Linked DNA regions of Mus musculus: regions 2, 3, 4, 5, 6 and 7 are each linked to region 1. The links are chromatin contacts, called in public ChIA-PET, Hi-C, HiCAR-type, HiChIP or PLAC-seq and promoter capture Hi-C maps. All regions are on one chromosome and are shown on one strand. The core of a region is the stretch at or near the end of the contact, and the rest is flanking DNA. Distances in the headings are between cores, read along the strand shown.

Region 1 (3,194 bases), core at 231-2,730:
GGTTTTTAGGTATTTAGAGGCCATGAGAATGGATGTCAGCGGAAACAAACTCAGAGAATGCCCAAACTGATATAAAGGAAAGGAAAAGTACTATTTGGTAATAAAGTTAGTCTAAGTAATATTCTCTGGGGCTGGGTTCCCTTGGAGTTGAGAGGGTACATGGTAGCCTTCCCGTAAGTTCTGGACTTTTAAGTTGGCTCCAAACCCCTTAAGGTCAGGTCACTTCTCCAAGAGTTCTGGTGGACGTTTCTTTTGTGTTCAAATTAGTGATCGCTAGTGGACTATTCTGGTCACCGCTGACTGGAGAACAGAAAGAATTTAGGACTGTGGTAAGGAATATTAAAGAATTCTTTCAACGGCTCAAGTTTGGCCACTTATTAATGTCCAGTAGGGATCAAGTTAAATCTTCTCCCCCAAACCAACCATATTTACCCCAGGGAGGTTTTCCAAATCAAGATAGTGGGAGTGGACCTGGGGTACTCCAACTGAGGACATCAGAGGGGTGAAACACTTGGGCAAGTTCCTTCTGCCCCACGACTTGCTATCTAGAGATGTTCCTGAAATTCATTTATGGCAGGACGGAGGCCACTTTTCCGGGGGAACTGTCTGAGTGGGTTGGGAGTAGGGGAAATGGGAAGCGAGATTCTCCGGCGGCTGGCAGTTTGGGGAGGAACGCTTCGCGGCACTCATCAGGGGCGCGAGAACAGTGGCCTTGAAGACCCAGACGGCCAGCGGTGAACGCAGGACACCTAGGCAACTTCCGGGTTTGGAAACGCTCCACCCAGCTCTGGACAGACTACCAGGTCTCCAGGCGCATGCGCCGCCGCTCTGGGACCGACCCAAGTCACCCCAAACAACTAATTGGGCCCCCGGCCCGCTTGGGGCGTACCATTTGTCTCAGCTGGGGGGTGGAGGCAAAGCTCCCCCACAGGACTCTGAAACCCGCTCTCCTTCCTCAGCCAGGAGCGCAGGCTAGCTCTCGTAAAAGTCCTGGGAAGATGGAGGGCTGAGAGGCGGCTCGCACGAGGAACTCGGGAGGAGCACGCACCGCCCAGCCTCCGAGGCTCTGAACAAAGTGGCACGCCCGGATCCCAGCTGATCCGTCGGGCTCCGGCGGCGGCGGTGGCTCCCCCGGGCGAGACCATCGCGCCGCCTCGGGAGGGGTGTCCGCCTCGGGGAGGGGGCGGAGCGGCCATTGTCCGGTCAGCGCAGTCTACGGGGCGGGGGAGGGGATTACGGAGCGAGCGGGGGCCCGGGGCGTCACAGCCGGCCGCTGCGACTCCACTGCCGGCGGGGGCTACGGGTTCCTCCCCACCCAGCCCCGGACCCGCCAGCGCCGCCGCACGGGACAGCGCCGTGGCTGGGGGGCGGCGGAGAGAGCCGCCAAGGCCGCCAGATCTCCCCGGCTCGCACGGCCCAGCCCCTCCTCCGCAGCTCCCCTCCCTCTCCTCGCCGCGCCCCCCCCCTCCGCAGGCCGAGTGGTGCGGCCCGCCTCCAGCTGACCCGCCTGGAATCCCGGCTCGGAGCTCCGGACTCGCGCCCGCCTGCGCGCCCGCTCCCTCCCCCTCCCCCCGCCCCGCGCCCCCCGCCGCTGCCGCCGCCGCCTCCGCTTCCTCCGAGGGGGGCTCAGGCCCAGCCGCCGTCGCCTCCGAGCTCCGCCGCCGCCGCCGCCGAGCACCATGGGAGACGCCGGGAGCGAGCGCAGCAAAGCGCCCAGCCTGCCGCCTCGCTGTCCCTGCGGCTTCTGGGGGTAAGTGTGGGGGCAGGGGCGCGGGCTCGGGCCTCGGGGTGGCGGTGGGGACCCGAGGGAGGCCAGAGCCCCGGGAAGCTGGGCCGCGGAAGCCGGGCCTCGGGGGAGCGGGCGGGGACCGCGGCCTCGGCCTGAGGAGGGCTGCGGGAAGGGGACGCTGGTGGGGGGGGGGGGAGGAGGAAGAAGAGGAGGAATAGGAATAAGAGGAGCAGGAGGACCAGGACCGCTCGGGCCGCGCTACCCTCTGTGGGACTCGCTGGCCCGAGGCCGGCTTGGGGTGAGGGGCCACGGGTGAGCCGGAGGGACGAGGTGGCGGCGCTGGCACTTCTGACGGGGCAGGGTTGCCCCTTTTCCTTTTCCCTTGGCCTGTGGAGGCCAGTCCGCCTCCCCCTCATCTTGGTATGAGTTGGTGCCCAGCCATCAGGAGGGTATTTCCTCTGACTTTTTCACCTCCCCTCCTCCCTGCTGCTCCCCGGGAGATTTGCATCATCACTTCCTAAATTATATCTCAGTCCCCATTTGCTTTTAGGAAGCTGTTCACACGTCATACGTTTGAACAGATCCAGGGTCCAGAATTTGGGCTTGGGGTGTAAAGTTAAAAGGCATTGTTGAGGGTCTTACTTTTTAATCTAAAACATGTTTCAGGGAGTCTGTAAAATTACTCTGTCCAAAAAAACCCCTCCTCCACCACCACCACCACCACTACCACCACCACCACCACTATCACCATCATCACCACCATCATCATAACCACCAGCAACAACAAACAACAACAAGGAATCCCCCAAACAGATAAACACCCCTACCCAACTAAACCGAACCGAAAACAGAAACTTCTCAACAGAACCTCCAGCCAGCCTAGCTTGTGGAATGTGAGAGTTGCCTTCCTTCCTTGGCTCTCAAATTCTCTTTCCCTATTAAAAATTTTCTTTTTAAATGTTCACTACACAGAGTATAGAATTCCATGCCTCATTAGGGTGAGTTGGGGGAAGTTACAAATAGATTAGATAGATAGATGGGACCCCCCCACTCCTACCAGCAGTTATAGTTGGTCCTTGGAACACTTTGGGTTTTCTAGATTGTCACCTAACAAGCAATGGTCACAGCTCATGACTAGTTCTGTGTAAGGTTACTGGAGAGTTACAGCAGCTTTTGAGAGTCAGGCTTTTTATCCTTTTTAAAGATTGTGTTGGGATGTATATGAACGAAATTGGCTGTTTCTAGTGAAGATACCCTGGGAAGTAGCTATTTTATACTCCAGGAATGGTTGATAAAGAAATTAAAGACATGCTTAGGAGTGAAGAAGAGTAGAAAGTGCAGTGTAATGCAGATCTCTGGAAGGTTTCAAGTGTATCCTTTCAAAAAATTCTTCAGAGGAGGATAGGGATCTAGGACAAGTTGTAGCCTTAGCAGAAATTCCAAAGATGTAACAGTGTTTTAGCCG
Region 2 (3,038 bases), core at 394-2,893, 590 kb after region 1:
TTCCACTGCAGCAGGCAGGAAACTTCGCTGCAGTCTGACCTCAAATTGGGTTTTGTCCTCCAGTTGTTGAGTCTTCAAATCACCTCTGAGAATCCATTAATCCTGTCAGCAGGGAAGACCACAGAGCTAATGCCCGACATCTGACTCAGCACTGAACATAACATGCTACGTGATTACAAGCATCATGAAGACCATGGGGTGGGGAAGACTCCCTCCAATGTGGGGCTCACTCACAGGTGTCCCCTAGAGCAGCCTTGTACTATTGACCTCTGTGCTTCTTTCTCTGTGGTATTCAAGCCCAAGTGTGAGCAGAGAGCATAGGCCAGACTCCCGGCAGGTTCCTCAGTAGGGCAGGAGGTACCATGAGGCATAGGCATAACCCAGCTACTAGAAACACTGACCGCCCAAGCCTTCAGACCAATCAGGTGGCTTTGTCTGTCGTAACCACAGTACTCATTATTTACATAAAGGATGCTACAGCATGGCCCATTGTCTAATCCCTTCCTCCTCCGTATTCCCAGAAAAGTAAAGTTAGTCCTTGAATTCTGAAAGTACTTTATACATACAAAAAAAAAGAAAAAAGAAAAAAAGAAAATTAGTATTTCTATCTGTGTCCTTGTCAGCATGATTCCGAATTGCTCTCAGGAGTACCTTCTCTTTTGTAAGATAAACACTATGCTGTTTGAAGTACACACAAAAAAATCTCATTTCTGTTCACTGCTCTGTACTTCCCATTATGGAAAGTTATTTCTGAGGAACTGAAACCCCAGAAGGTAACAGACCCCAAAAAGAAACATTTGAAACAAAATTCTAAATGATGAATCAGAAACAGACTTGAGCAGTCTTTAAGAGACAGGCAGTAGCAACTGTGATCTCTAAAGGGAGCTGTTCTAATTATTATCTTAAATGTAAAGTCACACAACTTTGTCAAGGTCATAAGATAAATTGCTACTTGAAAATTAGGTTGGCAAAACAGAGGGGAGATTTTTAAAAACCCACTGAATCAGGACAATGAAAAGGGTTTCAGGAGGATTTGAACTGGAGCAGAGAGACCCATCAGTCCCCAACGCTTCTGGTCGCCGCAGCATCTTGAATCACGCTGTTTCTTTTCCACGCCGCTTTGTTCCCGCTGTCCCCCATACCTCAAAGGCACATTCTCCCGAAACTAAATAATCGTTGCTATTTTGTTAGGATTCAGAATCTCAATCCAGTAGCCGTCAGGGTCTTGAATGAACGCCAGTCCTTTCATTTTCCCTGTATAATGAACACTTTTCATTACTAGAAGGCACATTAAAAACAAAACAAAACAAAACACGTTTTCATTACAATTTTAATTTGCACTTGAATAAAATACGTTGTTGATAGCTTTCACTCTAAAAGGTTTGTTTCACCGTAGCACGGTTATCCCAATGCCTAGAATGTGACCTACCAGAACCTAGGAACAGCTCTATTAAGTACCCAGTCCTTGCCTCACTTTGAGGTCACCATGTCACCAATCACAGAAATGATTTAGGAAGGAAGAGAAGATAGAGAGATGCTCAAGGGAGCAGGCAACGTGGCCTCTCTGCACAACTGAGACAACGGCGGCTTGGGTCACGCAAACCCTATTAGACAATATCCTGGGGTAACCTAAGCCCTGTCAATCAGACTGTGGCTCCTGGGGATTGTAACCAAGATGGAGTTGTTCACTTAGACGTATGGATGTGCCCTGAGAGATTGATTTATTTGGAGACTAAGATGCTGAACTCATTTGACTCTTGTTTCTGCCTCCTGACCCCAAGGTCAAGGAATACAGATCAGGGCAAAACAGAGAAACAGTGAAGCAATCTCCAGGAAGACGGCTGAGGAGGAACGGGTGAGCATGGCCTGCTGATTTAACCTGATCCAGACAGAGGGTAGTTTAGAGTCAGAACAGGAGCTCTGAACGTGTGGCTGAGCGAGAATAAACAAGATGTTTGTTTCTGCCCCGCCCCCAAGGTAATCAGAGCCAGCCCTCACACTGGAAGGACCTCTGCTACTGACTGCCAGGCGCCCTCAAGAGTCAAGGGGGACACAATGCTTGTCTAATGAGGAAACCAGAAGGAATAAACCTGCTAACTTCGGTATCCCTCCACCCCCACCCCCTCCCCCACCCACACATCCAAGGCCAGGGATGAAGACAGCAGACCTGTCTCCTACAAAGGCTGCTTTGCGCTGAGGGGGAAAAGCCTCTGTTGAGAAGAGTTGTCATTTCCAGTAGGCAGGAAACCCAGCCCAGGGCTCATCCAGCCTGTCTTCCTGAAATCAGGGGAATCCTTGGGGACTATTCTCTTCTGCCAGTCATGTGGCCTGGTGGATTACAGCAGCTTACAGTTGTTGGAAAAAATAGCTCAGAGGCAAAACTAACTAATCCAAGAACATAATTAAATATACAATTGAGCATAATCACATATTTAAAGACAAAAACAAAACAGTGGATTATTTGAATTATCCATGAAATATTAGGACAGTGGGCAAAGGGCTACTAGAATATATAGATGTGATGAGCACTATGAACTATCACAGTGTTAACTAAGCCCAGGAAAATGTTAGGGAGCCAAGGGATGAGAACAGTAGCAATGACCCTACAAATCAGGGGAAAACAGCGCCCTGTCAATGTAGAGAATACAAGGGAAGAGGCCTGCTCATGCGCATCACACACAGACACAAAGAAAACTCAGAATAGATACATTTGAGGGGGGAAAGTAACTGGTAAGTAACTGGTAAGCCAAAAGTCTCCAGAAAAAAAAAAAAATAAAGTGCAAAGGAATATCAGCATCCTGACGGCAGATTTATCAAGGATTCCGTGTTTTCAAGAGTGAGGGGAAACAAACCTGGTATCCTCAGCAGAACGCATCTATCTGTGCCTGGTTTGCATTCATCAGTCTCAGAAATCAATCCTCACAAAACTTTAGGAAAGGGTCCCGGTGGAGATGCTAAGACGGGGAAATGTGAAAGATGCTTCAAGGGAGAAATGGAGGAAAGGAGGCTCAAAGAACCGCACTATATTATCTTTGAAA
Region 3 (3,014 bases), core at 188-2,687, 740 kb before region 1:
GCCCTGGCTGTCCTGGAGCTCACTCTGTAGACCAGGCTGGCCTTGAACTCAGAAATCTGCCTGCCTCTGCCTCCCGAGTGCTGGGATAAAAGGCTTGCGCTACCACTGCAAGGCTAGCCCTAAATTCTTAAAGACATTCTCTGTTCTCTTCCAGCCTGTCATCTAAGGAGGCTGCCACTCTGATCGTCACTGTTCTCTGTAAAGCTGGTGTCCTTAGGGAAACAGAACTGTACCTCTTCAGTGCAGTCTCACCTGTCTCTCTTTGCCTTGCAGCTTCAAGTGATGGGAACTCTGCTAACCCCAGTTCTCTCACTCGGTGAGGTTCTGAAAAGGGGACTTTGAGAATTTCCAAGGCCACCATAGATGAATTTAGGCTCCATATATTCTCCTTTTTAGTTTTTTTGTTTTTTTGTTTATTTGGTTTTTCGAGACAGGGTTTCTCTGTATAGCCCTGCCTGTCCTGGAACTCACTCTGCCCGGCAGCTACAGACAGTTCTAAGCCATTGTGTGGGTGCTGGAAAGTGAACTCTGGTCTTTTTCTGGAGCAGCAGGTGCTTGTAACTCCGGAGCCCTTTCTCTAGCCTGTGTAACTGTCATTTTAAGGGGTTAAAAACAAAGTCAGTTCTGGCAGGCTTAGTATGTCAGCTGAGGGTACAGGTAGTAGTGGGTGTCAGGAAAGGAGACTTATTTGTGCCTGTATGGGGAGAGCGTAGAGTGGCCTGGTGGCCTGGAGTCTTTGCTCTGGTTCATCTGACCCCATCTCACAGTCACCATGGCTTTTGAGTTATAGCATCAGGGCTGAGCCCAGCATTTTGTTTCAGGTCCCCGGGTAGAAATCAGTTAAAGGTTCTGATATAGAGGCTTGAGAGATGGCTTGGCTGTTCAGAAAGCTGTTTTCCCAAAGAATTTGAGTTCAGTTCCCAGAATCTATATCATTCTGCTCACAGTTGTCTGTAAGTCCAGTTCCATGGGATCCGGTGCCTCTGAAGACACTTATGTGCATGGAGAAGCGTACACATACTACACACACACACACACACACACACACACACACATATACAAACAGTTGCTGACTGCCACTCCCTATTTGTGAGAGAAACCTGCAGTCAGTTAACCAGCTCCATAAACCTGTTTGGCTGGTTCATGGTCAGGTGTTGTGAGAATGTTCATGTTACAATATATAATTCTTGAAGCAGTTTCCTAAGAGTACAGTGCTTAGTGATGCTTACCACAGAACCAGCAGTCAATAGATACAAACGAGTGAGCCAAGTGTAAATGGGAATGAATTGAGTCAATGAGTCCGGACCCCTAAAAAAATTTTTTTATTATTATTATTATTGTTGTTATTAATATTTTGAGACTTCTACGACTGAGAAGGCGCAGTAGTGCCATCTGGACGTCAGGGGGAGCAAGAGCACAAGCTTTTCAGATACCGCGAGATTTGCCCCGCGCCCCGCGCCCCGCGACCTCGCCAGATCTGTTTCGGAACCTGGGGCGCAAGGAGCTTTTCCTTTGTGTTCCAGCCCTGGCCGGCGGCGCGAGAACCACTTCCGGGTCGCGCTGCCGGAAGCAGGAAGTTGTTGGCCCACCCTCCTCGCCCGGCGGCTGCTGTCCCCGAGGCGGGAGGAGCCCGAGAGGGCGCGGGCCCGCATGTGAGTGACTGGGGCCCGAGGCCGGGAGGGGGGAGGCCGGCCGCCCTCCGCGGCCGCCGCTGCCTCGCGCCGCCCTCCTCGCCGCTCCCGTCCGCGTTCTGCTGACTGACAGCACCCCCGACCGCTCCCCGGGGCAGATCCCCTCTGACATCTTTCCCGAGGCTCCGCGGGGAGGGTGACGGGGTCCGACACTGCTCGAACTTGGTTCGCAGACGTGGCGGCCGTGTCCGAAAGCCCTGACCCCGCTTGCCAACCTGTCACAGATGCCTTAGCGTCACCCCTGAATGGCCCCTTCTTAGACATCTTAGCCCAAATGTTAAGGAGGAAGTACTTAATTTAATTTTATTTATTTTAATGTGGACTTAATGTGATAAACTTGGCGTCTCAGAACGTGGCATGGCACACTGACCCGTTTGCAGTCAATCGCCTGCCAGTACGAGAAAAATAAGCTGCCTAGTGTTTCCTTGCATTTTAAGACTTAAACCTTGCAAGCCATGTGTCGTGAGTATGCTATGTCAGAAACATAAAGGGACACGTTTGTCTTTTCACAGTGCCAGGCACAATGTCTTTCACAATGGAAGTACAGATTCACAAACTGGGTTTCGTTGGCTGCAATTTTGCCAAGATTTCGAGATTTCCCTTGACAGCTGGCCATCACCGAAAATAGAATATATCATTCCAGTCTTCACTGGTGATATTAACTCTCACCGGAGACTACACATCCCACAGTAATTATATGTCTATGTAGGCTATTGAATAGCTGTGTAAGGGGTAAAGAGGCCACAGGAGTTCTAAGAGGCCTTACATGAAGCAGAAGACAGATGTAAAGAGAAAGACAAGTATTCATGATAAGGTATGAAGGCTTTGGAGCTGAGGGAGGCCCGGAGCTAGACTTCACCATTGAGGTGAGCTTGGGAATGAACTGGAAGATGGTCCAGAAGGACACACAGGTGGCCACATCAACAGTGGCAGGAAGGGGAGGATCTTGAGCTCCAGAGATTGGTAGGAGTTCTCTGCTGTCAGCCTTTAATGAACACACTCGTGGTTACACGGGCAATGGGGGCTCTTGTCATTATAGCTTTAGAAGTGTTCATGGGGCTCAAGTGAAGGTGATCGATTTTTGCCACTTTCTAGGGCATATGATAAGTTGGTTTTATTTAGTGTATTTGATAATGGATCTCCTGGTGTGAATTCAGTACCCTTATGTGTTCATAGAGTTCTAATTTATTTTGATAAGTTATGGTTGGTTGGTTGGTTGGTTTGGTTTGGTTTTCCTCCCTGGCTAGCCTGGAACTCACTCTGTAAACCAGGCTGGTCTCCAGCCCTCCTCTGCCTCCCAAGTGTTGGGATTAAAGGCGTGTG
Region 4 (3,098 bases), core at 83-2,582, 660 kb before region 1:
AACACCTCCTTCCAACCAGATCCCTCCTCCCCCTTTACCCTTTCCTCATCCTCTATTGGAGTGAATTGCTGCCAACAAGCAAAAAAGCGTTTAGGTGCCCAAGCATCCTTGAATCCAGACATCCCTACCTTTGCTCCAGCTTTGACAACCCTTACCTATTGTGCCTATCCCCATTTTCTGCCCATTCCCAACCCACGCAGACACAATTACTTCAATTCCTTCCTTCCTCCACTAAATGCGTCATCCCATTCTCCCCTTCCCCCTAAAAGCCGCCTCCTGGCTCCCCTTTCCAGACACCGCTCCACTCCCCCCCTCCACCAATGCGGAGGCCCCTCCTCCCACCAAATCTGTCGTCGCCATCAAATCTACAGGCTCCTTCTCAAGTAAACCGATAGCTCTTCCCTGCTGCATTCTTTCCCTCTGAAATTTTTGGCCCTGCTGCCCACTCCTTTGTCCCTCAAAGCTTTCATCCATCTCTATAAATCCAGAGCCCCGCTGTCCTCTGCCCCAAATGTACTCACCTTCTAAACACGTCGCTTTTGTACCCAGCCAGCCCTCATCTACCCATTCACCAAAACTTCTCGGCCCTCCCCCAATCCTGTGGCTTCTTTCCGCACCCCAAATCCATTACCCTTCGGAATTTCAAGCTCACTGCCTTCGACTACTTATCTCCCACATCTCATCGCCTTTCCCTGCACCCCCAAATCCCTTCCTACCCCACGTCTGTCACTCACGTCCCTTCGCTCCCTCCCAGCACCTCCAAATCGCTTCCTTTCCCACGTCAATCACTCAGATCCCTCAGCCCCCTCCCTGCACCCCCACACCGCACATCCCATCCACATCCTCCCGCCGCGCCCCCCGCCCCACCTGGATCAGCAGCTTCACGTAGAGCAGCGGGTGACTGAGAGCCGTCACGCCCGCGCCCAGCGCCACGAACAGCGCCTCGGTGGTCGGGGCGTTGTCCCCGGAGCCCGGGGCGCCCGGGCCGCCGTCCATCCTGCGCGCCGACGGCTGAGCCGCGGGCCGAGGATGGCGAGGGTGCGCGCGGTGCGCGGGTGGCGGGTCCCGAGCGCGGGCCTCGACTCCGGCCGGCGCGCCGCCCCGAGCTCCTGCACCAGCTCCGGCTCCCGCCATCCCCGCGGCGCCGCCGGGAGCCCAAGGCGCCACTTCCGGGTCCGAAGCCCCCATGGCGCCAGGCGTGGAGGTCACTCCCCGTCACGTGGTGCTGGCCACGCCCCGAACGTCAAGGGGAGGGTCCTGGCAGCACCACTCACGCCGCGGGGCGAGGGGGCATGGCGGGCGGGCGAGTGTTGTTCCTTGGTGCTCCCGGGCCCGCCTCCTCCGGCCCGGGGCGGGTTCTTTGCAGCTCTGTGCCCGCCCCTTTGCGGACCAGGCCAGTCACCGCAATCGTGCCTACGAGTCTCAGTCTGTGTGCCCTGCTTCTGCACTCCTTCAGCACGATCCCGGGACCTGTGTAGAAACCCCTCAATAGTTGAGTAACTCACAGCTGCTGAGGGCTGGGAGCACTCTTTGCCTGTGCACTTATGAAGGCCCGGTGCTGGCTGCGTTTAGTTACTAAATAACTAGGCCTGGGAGAGCTCTAGTCTAGTGCCTGGAGCATAGTGCTACGCATGCCTTGAGAGCAATTCTTAGGGCCACCTTCCAGGAAGGTGCTTACTCCAGCCGGTGATTTGTTTCCACCTCTGAACAAGCACAGCAGCTCTCAGCTGGTCTTGAACTGCCCAATAATAGAGTCTTCTGGTAATGGACCTCAGAGTCAGCAGGGACCCTTTGGTCCCTAGCAAGGGACCTTGTCCTCTTGCTAGTTTGCAAGGAAGGTCTTTGGAATGGTCAGATATTTGCACCCTCCCTGATTGCCCGTGGTGTAGGTTTTACCTCACGTTCCTGACACTTGCCCACGCAAATACTTTCCATCTGTGGGCTTTTCCTCCGTATTGTCCCCAGTGCCTTGTTTTTCCGATCTGTATTTGACTGTCCCCCATTGGACCGTGTTTTTGTATGGCCCATTCCGAATGTGGCTCCCTGTACCGTACTACCGTGTACTGTACTGTGTTGTATCATATTGTATTGTCTGGCATTAATATCTATCTTCTATCACCGCAAATATAGGAATGCATAGAAAGTATATCTTCAGGGAAACCATTCCTAAGGGAATGAATGAAGCAAACAAAGTAACAATCCAGTGCAGTGGCACACACCTGTAAAGTAAGCCCGATACTCAGGAGGCAGAGGCATCAGGATAGGAGTTCAAGGCCAGACTGAGCTGTGCACCATGCTACATCAATTTCCTTGGCTGCAATTGATAGCTGGCTGTTAGCAATCACAATTCTTTCATTCACATCTTAGTTACTAATATTATCTCAAGATACAGATCACACTGTGATTATAAGTGTGTGTGTGTGTGTGTGTGTGTGTGTGACAGAATGACTTCAAAGGGTTACAAAGGCCACAAATCTCAACAATTTGAAAGAGTCCTTACTGGAGGCAGAGGCAGAGAAAGCCACTTCTGAGGTTAGATATTAACCAGTCCATCTGGAGAACGGCTCAGGAAGGGCAGAGCTGCTGAGGGCTTGCAGGACTGGGTACAGGTGGGTGAGCAGATGGACAGACAGATGGATGGTAATTCAAACAGGCCACATCAAACACTGGGAACCCAGCTAAACTGAAGCCCCTGGGATTGCCAGGACTTCTCATTCCTCTGTCCCTTGACAATATACACTGAGTGGTCAAAAGATAGGCCTGACGTCCAGAGTTAGGTGTCTTCCTTTCTATGAGGTCCAGGTGAGAGAGTATTGTACCCTTCCCTAGTATGATGGTTTGTATATTCTTGGGCCAGGGAGTAGCACCATTTGGAGTTGTAGCTTTGTTGGAATAGGTGTGACCTGGTTGGAGTAGGTGTGTCACTGTGAGTGTGGGCTTAATACTCTCACCCTAGGTCAGTCTTCCACTAGAAGCCTTTGGATGAAGACATAGAACTCTCAGCTCTGCCTGCGCCATGCCTGCCTGGATATTGCCATGCTCCTGCCTTGATGATAATGGACTGAACCTCTGAACCTGTAAGCCAGCCCCAATTAAAT
Region 5 (3,338 bases), core at 486-2,985, 550 kb after region 1:
ACATGGAGAAAATCAACTCCCCTGAGTTGTTCCTGATCTACACACACACAGTGGCACTCAAGCATGTGCATTCATATACGTATCTATATGTATGTATACACACACACACACACACACCCTGTATGAATGTTGGCAATAGATATTTCCAACTGTCCATGGTTTGAAGAACCCTGGTGCTGACAGTGTTTAGTTAAGACAGTGTTTAGTTAAGAATTAGCTACATGTATCCAAACTGCAATCCTTGGGAGGCAAGAACAACCTGCTTCCTGCAAATTTAATGAAGTATAAAACAGGTGCCCCACCTTGTCGGGTCTCAGGGCGTGAATATAAAATCCCAACTCAGCTGCACAAGATGGAGCCTGTCAACATTCACCCTCGAGAAGAGCAGGGCTCAGAAGGCCCACCCTTCCAAGCACTTACAGGCAGGGATGTAATAGTAGGGGGAGGGCTCTGGAGGCGCCACTGTCCTCCATGAGTAGAGGCAGCTAATGACTCCTAGGAAAGGAGACATTTCCTCAATGCTAGGCCCACTGGTAAGTTACCCACACTCCTATAAACAACCCTAATTAAACTCACTGGTTTGCAAAACAAAACCACAGGAGGTAGAAGCATACTGGGAGCCGGATCCTGGGGAGTTGCAGCGGGACTAGAAAGGGCAAGTGGGGGTGGGTATGTTGCATATCATATGCAAACTATATGATATGCATATATGAGTATGTCACGATGTAGGTGATTATGTGTATGTGAATAAAACAGACATAAGTAATTTAAATATCTCCATTATTTAAACTAAATGCTTTAATTACAAAGTTTTCCTTGGGGCTGGAGGGAAGTTAAGAGCACTTTGGCTCTTGGAGAGGACTGACCGGCTACCAAAGGCCTCATTGGGCAGCTCACAACCACGTGGAACTCTAGCTCCAGGCAACCCAATGCCCTCCTTTGACCTCTGTGGCTTATCTGTGCACATCCACAAGATATATTCACAAAGGCACACGCACACAAATATTTTTTTAAGTGAAAGGGGAATATGGTTTCCTTTCCTCTAGTCTCAGTCAGCCCCAATTACTAGTGGCTACTTCCCAGCTTTCTTTTCAAATAGGGTTAAGCACAGCAAAGCACTGTGCTGTGCAGAGTTCCCCACTGTTCTCAGGCTAGACACACTGCAGTACAGGGAGCGCAGTGCAGCCCTCAGAGCCCACACAGCTCAGCCACAGCACTGCAGCACCTCACCACCAAACAAAACTCCCGCTCTCCTGTTCGTGGGGACAGAAACCACTGGTCCTCTTCCTAACCCTTCGGTGCCATTTACTTTGGAGGAGCCTGTGTGCTTCTTTCTAGTGGGCTGAGGCCTCTGGGAGAAACTGAAAGAATGAAAATTGAGAAGGAAGCCATTCACAGGGCTCAGTTCCAGGGATATCTGCTTCTCAACTAGCACTCACGAACTGGTGAAGGCTCACCACACTCTGAGCTAAGCACAGCACAGCCACAGGAGACTCTGAAAGAGGAGGTGACAGTGACTCCTGAATACCAAGAATTCCTCTCTCTTCACTGTGTAGGTTACCCAGAGCTCATACATCAGAAGATAAGTAACTATCCTTCCCCATGACCTCCCTCCACTGTATATTTCACTGTATATTTCAGTATAAGGCATTCACAGTTCCTGGAGTTGTCAAGTCTTTTCCCTAGAAACTGCTGGAGTGGTGGGTGGCCCACAAGTGCCTCTCTACTCTGAAGGTGTCTATGGAATGCAGCCAGAGCAAACAAAGCATACTGAGTAATTCCCTGTTTGGAACGGGAAAGGCACCTCACAACTTCAGGATGATATGAGAGCAAACTTCTCCACTGGTACCCCAACTCCACCTAAACCCCAGTCAGAAAAGAGGAGCTGGAGTTGGGGGGGGGGGCTTTTTTTTTTCAATGCCTCTTCTGCTGGCTGACTCCTCTACAGACTAATGTCTGACTCCTGTCCTCTGAAGCTGCAGTGACAGTGGCCTTATAACAACACACATGGCTACTGAGCTAGTCCTGTGGCTAGTCCAAAGAAAACCACTGTCAAAGCTGGAAATACACATCATATTGCAAAGACTCAGCACTGCACTTCACTCAGCAGATGGGAAAACACTATTCTAGATCTGAGGACTCATCAGTCACTTCCCCGGCTCCCTGTACTTTCTCCTTCACATGGTTCCTGGGCTTTTGCAAGTGCACACAGGGCAGCATCCATCACACCTCTGGAGGCAGCGGGGCTTTAGAACAGGGCATCAGAGGATATCGAAAGTGATGGTGCACGCCTTTAATCCCAGCACTCGGGAGGCAGAGGCAGGCAGATTTCTGAGTTCGAGGCCAGCCTGCGAAAAAAACAAACAGAAAGAAAGAAAGAAAGAAAGAAAGAAAGAAAGAAAGAAAAAAATTTACACTGCCTGGGTTCAAGCCTTGGCAGCACCATTTAATAGGCTGTAGCTTTGGACATATTAGTTAACATCCTCCCAAACTACACTTTTTAAATATTCTTTATAAAGAATTATTATGTCTGTGTATGGGGGAGGGGCAAACGAGTCACAGCATATGGGAGTGGAAGTCAGATAACTCTTTGGGGTCCCTTGGGCTCCAGGGATCTAACAGAGGTTGTCAAGCCTGGGTGACAAGCACTTTACCTGCTGTGAACCATCTCACTGGCCTAAACTTCCCTTTTGTCTTCTACACAATGTAAGTAATAGAGAAACACTACTGTCCTGCATGCAAGGAAACCTCACCCATTTACTACAGTTATGACCACCGCCACCCACCACCAGTACACATGAAAAAAAGGACAGAGCTAACAGGAGCTGGAAAGATGGAAGAAGGGTAGCAACCGTGGCAACTCCAGAGCTGACGCTCTGATTAGTGCCAAAGAGATACAGTGGAAAGGCCCATGTTGGCATATAAAGAACTAAAGAGACTGAAATCAGAGCCACAGACACAAGCTCTATGGAAAAGTCCTGTGTTCGATTTCGATTCACCATCCTCAGTGTTCCCACATAACTCAGAAAACATGACTACACAGGGGCAGAGGAACCAACTGCTGTCCACAGTTGTGTAGGGGCATTAGCTAGGGCTCTGGGCAACCTAGCGACTACACTTGAAGTCTTCTGAACTCCATTCCACCTATCAATGTTCACAGCTCCTACCATGCATACTGCCAAGGAATGGAAACGATCATGCCCCTACATAGGCACTGATTTCGCTGGCCCTAGCCCAGCCTCCTCACGTGTTCAACCCACAGTGGAAGCCAGGATGTGGTACTGCTGGGTTTCTAAGATGCCATCCACTGTCTCCTGTTACCACTGCAGGCATTAGCA
Region 6 (3,378 bases), core at 870-3,369, 620 kb after region 1:
AGGGAGGAAGGGAGGGAGGGAGGGAGGGATTCAAAGGACAAAACCAAACCAAACCATGGCTTACCATTTAAGAGTACTTGCTGGTTTTGCTGAGGCCCAGAGTGGTGTTCCCAGCGCCTATGTTCAGAGCATAGGCATGTGAAGACCGTTGAGGCTCTTCTGGCCTTCACAGGCGCGTGCACGTATTTGCCCTTGCTTGCAGGAACACACACACACACACACACACACACACACACACACACACCCTTCCTTTCAGACTTGTTTTCCATTCTTATGCTTAATGGCAATTCTCCCACAGCTCAAACTTCTCATCACAGAATTCACCTAAATTGCTGAGCTAGCTGTGGCTTTTCTGGCTTCCCTGCCTTTGTCCCCCAACAGGACCCACCTTCTTCACTTCTGCATAGACCACACCCCTCTTCCTTCCTTTTCTTCTGTTAATTTATTTTATGACTCCGGGTGCTTTGTCTGCACGTATATCTGTGTACTACCTGCATGCCTGGTACCCACAGATGCCAGAAGAGGGCATCAGATCCCTTCATACTGGGGTGATAAATGATTGTGAGCCACCCTGTGGGTGCTGGGAATCAATCTAGGTCCTCTGGAGGAGCCACCAGTGCTCTTAACAGCTGAGCCATCTCTCCAGCCCCTGGATCCAACAGTCTATTGACATTAACCCACGTTGGCTGTATTTAACAGTGCATCTTAGCTGCTTTCCTTTAGAGGAGCTCCTTACTTTGAGGTGTAGCTGTGAGATCAAAGAGAAACTGGGGACTAATGGCTAACTGAGGTGCCTATTAGCATACCAAATAGGCTAATTGTGTAGCCTGTTAGCTTCCCACTCTCAACCTGACTTCCCACTTTCAACATCACAAATACCCATTGCAGAGTCCATGCTGGTATACTGGCTCTTCACACCATGCCCGCCCCCTACCCTAAACTTCTCCCCCCCAAGGGACTTGCCTTCCCTCAGCTTCTCTTTACTGCCATTTTAGCTATGTTCCTCACAGACCCCTCTTGGGCCCCTCTCCTTTGTCTTCCTCTAGGTCTTCCTGTTTCTCTCTTGTCCCCCCTCCCCCCTCCCCTCCCCTCCCCCCATCCCATTCAGTCTACTGGCCATCTTTAGTCTACTACTTTCTTCCCCAGCTCTGGACTCTTCCACATGCCTCTGGCAGGGCTCTCCTTCATATTTATAATAAAAATTTTATTTTCGGGCTGGTGAGATGGCTCAGTGGGTAAGAGCACCTGACTGCTCTTCTGAAGGTCCGGAGTTCAAATCCCAGCAACCACATGGTGGCTCACAACCATCTGTAATGAGGTCTTATGCCTTCTTCTGGCATTTGGGCATACATGTGGGTAGAACACTCATATAAATAAATAAATAAATAAATAAATAAATAAATAAATAAATCCTTTTTTCTTTTTAAATTATTATTTTCTTTATTTACATTTCAAATGCTATCCCCAAAGCCCCCTATACCCTCCTCCCGCCCTGCTCCCCAAAATAAATAAATCTAAAAAAAAAATCTCTGTACCCTTCCAGCAGGACACACCTGAGACTTGGCTTTATGGGTGTCAAACAATAGATCCTGTATTTAAAACTGGATCGAGTCTGAGGTTTTTATCCCAGGACTCTCAAAGTCTATAACACCAATTATCATATCCCTTTTCCTTCATGCTCCTCAGCCTATCCCCAGTCACTCATAGCAAACTAACACATTTATGTAATTCCATTATACAAATATAACACTATGCAGTTTCCGGAAATGCAAAGTCCACAGAAAACATTGTTAACAGTTTGCACAGCTCTATGACATTTTCCCCCTCAAAGATTTCTAGAATGCTCTCAAGATACTGGAACATGATTGAATTCTCACAGGGGCCCCACCCTCACAATTCCCATCTCTGCTGTGCCCAGAGTACCCTAAACAAAGTTTCAGTTCATCAACTGCATAGGTGAGTTACCTGATGATGGTCAAGCTCTGGCCCCCATAGCGAGGCACCCGAGGCACCCGAGGCACCCGCGGGCGCGCAGCATCTTGCAGGAGCCAGCGCGTGAGGCGCCTCGCCCAACTTCCTTTGAACTCTCAACGGCTGAGCCACCGCCCAACTTCCTTTGTACTCTCAACGGCTGCGCCCCGAGTGGCAGCAGAGACTGGGGGCAGCTCTACCAGAGCAGCCACTGTTGGGACCTGCTTTGGCGGTCTAAGGTTCAAGACAGCCTCCCACCAGTTTACAGGCAGGCGAGTGAGTGGTGGATGCGAAGCTTGGAGTGGCGGATGTAGAAGCTACCACCTGGGAAGTGCCGGGATCCTGTCAGGTGCTGGTGAGACCTGTCAATCCACGTCTGAGTATCTTACTCCACAACCCCGCCAGCTCCTTTCAAAAAGTGAAAGTTAGAAGTTAGTGGTGAGGCACCTGGCAGTACATGTATGTATGGTGGGGGTGTGGGGGACGGAGTTGAAGGAAAGAAACAAGGAGGGATGGGGAAGGAGAAAGAAAAGAAACCAGGAGGGAGGGAAAAAAGCTGGGAGAGAGGGAGGAAAGGAGGGAGGGAGGGAGGGAGGGAGGGATTCAAAGACAAAACCAAACCAAACCATGGCTTACCATTTAAGAGTACTTGCTGGTTTTGCTGAGGCCCAGAGTGGTGTTCCCAGCGCCTATGTTCAGAGCATAGGCATGTGAAGACCGTTGAGGCTCTTCTGGCCTTCACAGGCGCGTGCACGTATTTGCCCTTGCTTGCAGGAACACACACACACACACACACACACACACACACACACACACACACACACACACCCTTCCTTTCAGACTTGTTTTCCATTCTTATGCTTAATGGCAATTCTCCCACAGCTCAAACTTCTCATCACAGAATTCACCTAAATTGCTGAGCTAGCTGTGGCTTTTCTGGCTTCCCTGCCTTTGTCCCCCAACAGGACCCACCTTCTTCACTTCTGCATAGACCACACCCCTCTTCCTTCCTTTTCTTCTGTTAATTTATTTTATGACTCCGGGTGCTTTGTCTGCACGTATATCTGTGTACTACCTGCATGCCTGGTACCCACAGATGCCAGAAGAGGGCATCAGATCCCTTCATACTGGGGTGATAAATGATTGTGAGCCACCCTGTGGGTGCTGGGAATCAATCTAGGTCCTCTGGAGGAGCCACCAGTGCTCTTAACAGCTGAGCCATCTCTCCAGCCCCTGGATCCAACAGTCTATTGACATTAACCCACGTTGGCTGTATTTAACAGTGCATCTTAGCTGCTTTCCTTTAGAGGAGCTCCTTACTTTGAGGTGTAGCTGTGAGATCAAAGAGAAACTGGGGACTAATGGCTAACTGAGGTGCCTATTAGCATACCAAATAGGCTAATTGTG
Region 7 (3,161 bases), core at 544-3,043, 650 kb after region 1:
TTTGGACAGGGTCTGTTTGCTCAGGGAAAACAGCTTGAGTTTCGTGACTAAATTGAAGCACAGTGAGATATTTAGGTTGATAATTGGATTCTTATACAAATTTTGATTCCTTAGAACTGGCGGGATTTGGACGCACGAATCACCGACTCCGCTAATGAATCAAAGGATAACGTGCGCTATTTGTACACCCTGGAGAAAGTGTGTCAGCCCCTCTATAACTACGACCTGGTGAGCACGCTCCTGATGGTGGGGTTTTCTAGGGTCTGGAGGGGTGGCTCAGAGTCCAGAAGACTAAGAATCAGGGTTCCTAAAGTTAACTTGCACTGTTAAAGCATTTGGCCGCAGCGTGTGGTCGCAGCCGTTGGAAGCAAACCGGGATCACGTGTATGATAGAATTTACTTCCTGTATCTGGATGACTTTAGGTTTCCATGGCACACGGGATACAGAACCTGATCAATGCCATCAGAATGATTCACAGTGTGTCGAGGTATTATAATACATCAGAGAGGATGACGTCATTATTCATCAAGGTGAGCGCCTTTGTCTTCGTAGTCATAGTCCTAGTCTTAGTCGGCAGTGGCAGCTGCGGCGGCAGTGGTGTGGTGGTGTGTGTGTTTGATGTTGGCATGCCACAGCAGCCCGGGGAGGTCAGAGGATACTTTGTAGGGTCTGTTCTGTTCTACCTCTCCCTGTGTTCCTGGGAATGAACCCAGGTTGCCTGGCTTGTGAGGCAAGTGCCTTGACTTGCTGAGCCATCTTACCAGCCCACCATGGCGAGTTCTCTCCCTCCCGCTCCCTCTCCCCCTCTGCCCAGGATGTTTCCCAGGCTGGTCTCAAATTCTTTTATGTTGTGGAGGGCAGATGACCTTGAACCTCTGATGCCCCTGCCTCTATCTCCTGAGGTTCACCTGTCTGAAGTGATGGAACCCAAGGTTTTGAGCATGCAGGGCAAGCATTGATCTGTAGTCCTCCACTCAACCATCTTTTTCCCTTTTTAAAAAAAAAAAAATTTTTTTATGTGCATCTGTGTTTTGCCTGTATATGCATTCTGTGTTTTGCATTTGTACGTGCCTTAGTGAGGATGTTGGGTCCTGGAACTGGAGTTGCAGACAGCTGTGAGCTGCCACATGGGTGCTGGGAATTGAACCCCGGTCCTTTGGAAGAACAGTCAGTGCTCTTAACTGCTGAGCCAACTCTCTAACCCTCTCCTGTAACCTTTTTAAGTGGCTGTCATTCATTACTTTGGACTAGGTCAGGACTTAAATGGAAGTGTACTAGACAAATAGAAAATGTGTTTGACTTTGGGAGTCATGACCCCAGGGACAGTGACATAATTGCAGTAGGTAAATGTTTTGGGTTTTCTTTATTTTGATTTCATTTGTGTTTTGTTTGTTGTTGTTTTTAATTTTGTGACTTATGTACTCCACAAATTAATTATTTATCGCATGTATTATGCTTTTAAACGCCATTCACCTATAGCCACTTTGTACCTACCTTTATTTTAGGTGACAAATCAGATGGTAACAGCCTGCAAAGCATACATTACTGACGGCGGAACAAACCATGTGTGGGACCAGGAAACGCCAGCTGTACTAAAAAAAATCCAGGTTTGTAAAAGCGTTTCATTTTTCATAAAGCAAAGCTCTCAACTGGCAGCTCAATCTTGTTCCCTTTGTTCATTCATGAAACCGTGCTCCCTCGGAAGCCGTCACGGAGTAGTGTGGGAATATAAAAGAGGATTGTCATAGTTCACTCTGGTGGAGTCAGAGAGCTGGCTCAGTGGTAGAGAGCGCCGTGAGAATCCGGAACCCTTTGGCTCTGTAGGCGCCTGCACGCATGCGCAATGCTCCCTTCCCCTGGACGACTCAAAGTAACAAAGTATTTTATAAGTCAACAATGAGAAGAGCAAGTTAAAGTAGCAGGAGAAGTGAAAAAACTAACTGAAGTGGGCTCTGACTGGCAGGTGTGCAGTGTTGGACAGCAACACTAACCAGCCCAGAAGAGACCCGGGCAGATGCCCCTCCCCCTGCCCCGCCCCCAGTAGCCTTAGACAAGTACCTGTGCTCAAATTACAGAAGGAAAATAGGAAGCTGAGGCACTTATTCTAGAAGTGTGGAGAAACTGGGCTAAGGATGTAGCTGGATTGGTAGAAAGCTTACTAAGCGTGCATAAACCTCTGGGCCTCCTCTCTGGCATCCCATAAAAGAGGCCTGGAGGCACATCGCTGTTGCCCTAGTGTGGGGTTGGTAGAGATGGGAACATTGGGAATTCAAGGTCAACTTTGGCTACACAGGGAGCTTGAGGCCACCCTGGGCTACATGGGATTCCTGTTCTCAAACAACAGCAACAGAAGGTGAAGAAATGGATGGGCAAAGGGAAAAATAGTTGTGAGGAGGACTCATCTGCCGTTATTCATTGAGGTTGTAGCTATCTCTTCTCCTGCATACATTCACGTGGGACTTGATTGTCAGTCCTGAGAAGCACAGATTCTTTTCCTGGGATCAAGAGCACTAACAGACAAAGAGAAGAACCATCAAACACCGAGAAGCAAAACAGCTCTCAGTAACTTAAGGAATGAGCTCAGGGGCCTCAAGCAACAGGGAGCTACCTTCAGGGAGACATGAACATCTGGACACAGCTTTCTCCCTTTGACAGCAGAGCACAAGCGTTTGGAAGATGCTTTGAAATGTGTCCAGAGACTACACCTAACAAGTGGAGACAAAAACAAAACAAAACAAAACAAAAAAAACCTAACTAGATAAAAAATAAAATAAAAATAAATAAATAAATAAAAGAAACTGCACGTGCCAGGACAGGATCATTTATCCGAAGGGAAGATGAGCTGAGCCAGGGAAGGCTCAGAGTGCCAGAGTGAGCAAAGAAAAAAGTCTCAGAAAAAAACAAACCTAGAAGTGCCCCGGAACCAGTGCAAAGGGCAAGGACAGCCAAGAAATAGGGAATGGCTCTTAGTCAGGGTTCCATTGTGGCTTCGAGACACCGTGACCACGTGTCTCGGAAAGGACATTTAACTGGGGCTGGCCTACAGGTTCAGAGGTTCAGTCCATTATCCAGGCAGGAACATGGCAGCATCCAAGCAGGCATGATGCTGGAGGAGCTGAGAGTTCTACAGCTTCATCTGAAGGCTGCTAATGGAAGACTG

The links. Promoter capture Hi-C pulls out the DNA fragments that hold promoters and counts their contacts. Hi-C and Micro-C count contacts between places; a contact is called where the count stands out from the background. ChIA-PET counts read pairs in DNA pulled down with a chosen protein or histone mark. HiCAR-type assays count read pairs that join an accessible place to other places. HiChIP or PLAC-seq counts read pairs in DNA pulled down with a chosen protein or histone mark.
Region 2: a HiCAR-type map of embryonic stem cells shows a contact between it and region 1, with 4 times the contacts expected there. The contact joins the enhancer-like site here to the promoter of Zfand3 in region 1. A contact is called at or near these places in 8 of 39 promoter capture datasets (the HPC-7 cell line, HPC-7-derived erythroid cells, cranial neural crest and 5 more), 3 of 484 Hi-C or Micro-C datasets (the HPC-5 cell line, cortical neurons and muscle stem cells), 20 of 115 datasets of contacts at active chromatin or transcription factors (the NIH/3T3 cell line, bone marrow-derived macrophages, differentiating embryonic stem cells and 12 more) and 1 of 9 other capture datasets (pancreatic islet).
Region 3: an RNA polymerase II ChIA-PET map of memory CD8 T cells shows a contact between it and region 1, with 14 read pairs. The contact joins the promoter of BC004004 here to the promoter of Zfand3 in region 1. A contact is called at or near these places in 1 of 484 Hi-C or Micro-C datasets (erythroblasts), 3 of 115 datasets of contacts at active chromatin or transcription factors (bone marrow-derived macrophages, memory CD8 T cells and pancreatic cancer cells) and 1 of 9 other capture datasets (adipose tissue).
Region 4: a contact with region 1 is called in a promoter capture Hi-C map of erythroid cells, with 12 times the contacts expected there. The contact joins the promoter of Mtch1 here to the promoter of Zfand3 in region 1. A contact is called at or near these places in 1 of 39 promoter capture datasets (erythroid cells) and 2 of 115 datasets of contacts at active chromatin or transcription factors (memory CD8 T cells and stem cell-derived neural progenitor cells).
Region 5: an H3K27ac HiChIP or PLAC-seq map of embryonic stem cells shows a contact between it and region 1, with 5 times the contacts expected there. The contact joins the enhancer-like site here to the promoter of Zfand3 in region 1. A contact is called at or near these places in 3 of 39 promoter capture datasets (the HPC-7 cell line, cranial neural crest and embryonic stem cells), 12 of 115 datasets of contacts at active chromatin or transcription factors (bone marrow-derived macrophages, embryonic hindbrain, embryonic stem cells and 4 more) and 3 of 9 other capture datasets (adipose tissue, embryonic stem cells and liver).
Region 6: a contact with region 1 is called in an H3K27ac HiChIP or PLAC-seq map of embryonic stem cells, with 8 read pairs. The contact joins the promoter of Dnah8 here to the promoter of Zfand3 in region 1. A contact is called at or near these places in 8 of 115 datasets of contacts at active chromatin or transcription factors (bone marrow-derived macrophages, differentiating embryonic stem cells, embryonic midbrain and 3 more) and 1 of 9 other capture datasets (embryonic stem cells).
Region 7: a contact with region 1 is called in a Hi-C map of liver, with 2.7 times the contacts expected there. The contact joins the enhancer-like site here to the promoter of Zfand3 in region 1. A contact is called at or near these places in 3 of 39 promoter capture datasets (embryonic stem cells and hippocampal neurons), 1 of 484 Hi-C or Micro-C datasets (liver), 8 of 115 datasets of contacts at active chromatin or transcription factors (bone marrow-derived macrophages, embryonic forebrain, embryonic midbrain and 3 more) and 1 of 9 other capture datasets (adipose tissue).

The regions. Positions count from the first base shown.
Region 1 is chr17:30,003,559-30,006,752 of GRCm38.p6, forward strand. It overlaps Zfand3 (zinc finger, AN1-type domain 3), which reads left to right and starts at 1,481. Exons shown (of 6, transcript NM_001356265.1): 1 at 1,481-1,750. The coding sequence starts at 1,680.
Region 2 is chr17:30,592,973-30,596,010 of GRCm38.p6, forward strand. Glo1 (glyoxalase 1) reads right to left here. Exons shown (of 6, transcript NM_025374.3): 6 at 1-1,254. The coding sequence ends at 1,166. Among named protein-coding and RNA genes, the nearest start is that of Glo1, 18 kb to the right of the region's middle. Within about 2 kb of position 1,644, at least 18 of the 459 cell types and tissues checked have an H3K27ac peak or open chromatin away from gene starts, as enhancers often do. A contact at or near this core is called in embryonic stem cells, where this site is marked.
Region 3 is chr17:29,267,351-29,270,364 of GRCm38.p6, forward strand. It overlaps BC004004 (cDNA sequence BC004004), which reads left to right and starts at 1,438. Exons shown (of 9, transcript NM_030561.3): 1 at 1,438-1,652.
Region 4 is chr17:29,346,600-29,349,697 of GRCm38.p6, forward strand. It overlaps Mtch1 (mitochondrial carrier 1), which reads right to left and starts at 1,333. Exons shown (of 12, transcript NM_019880.4): 1 at 868-1,333. The coding sequence starts at 1,188.
Region 5 is chr17:30,549,191-30,552,528 of GRCm38.p6, forward strand. The region is part of intron 1 of Btbd9 (BTB (POZ) domain containing 9); the gene reads right to left. Among named protein-coding and RNA genes, the nearest start is that of Btbd9, 25 kb to the right of the region's middle. RefSeq lists an enhancer at 1-3,338. Within about 2 kb of position 1,736, at least 60 of the 459 cell types and tissues checked have an H3K27ac peak or open chromatin away from gene starts, as enhancers often do. A contact at or near this core is called in the HPC-7 cell line, embryonic stem cells and pancreatic cancer cells, where this site is marked.
Region 6 is chr17:30,624,817-30,628,194 of GRCm38.p6, forward strand. It overlaps Dnah8 (dynein, axonemal, heavy chain 8), which reads left to right and starts at 2,120. Exons shown (of 93, transcript NM_013811.3): 1 at 2,120-2,326. It overlaps 1700097N02Rik (RIKEN cDNA 1700097N02 gene), which reads right to left and starts at 2,089. Exons shown (of 4, transcript NR_045287.1): 1 at 1,966-2,089; 2 at 65-117.
Region 7 is chr17:30,656,463-30,659,623 of GRCm38.p6, forward strand. It overlaps Dnah8 (dynein, axonemal, heavy chain 8), which reads left to right. Exons shown (of 93, transcript NM_013811.3): 9 at 115-228; 10 at 424-531; 11 at 1,507-1,608. Among named protein-coding and RNA genes, the nearest start is that of Dnah8, 31 kb to the left of the region's middle. Within about 2 kb of position 1,794, at least 105 of the 459 cell types and tissues checked have an H3K27ac peak or open chromatin away from gene starts, as enhancers often do. A contact at or near this core is called in adipose tissue, embryonic forebrain and liver, where this site is marked.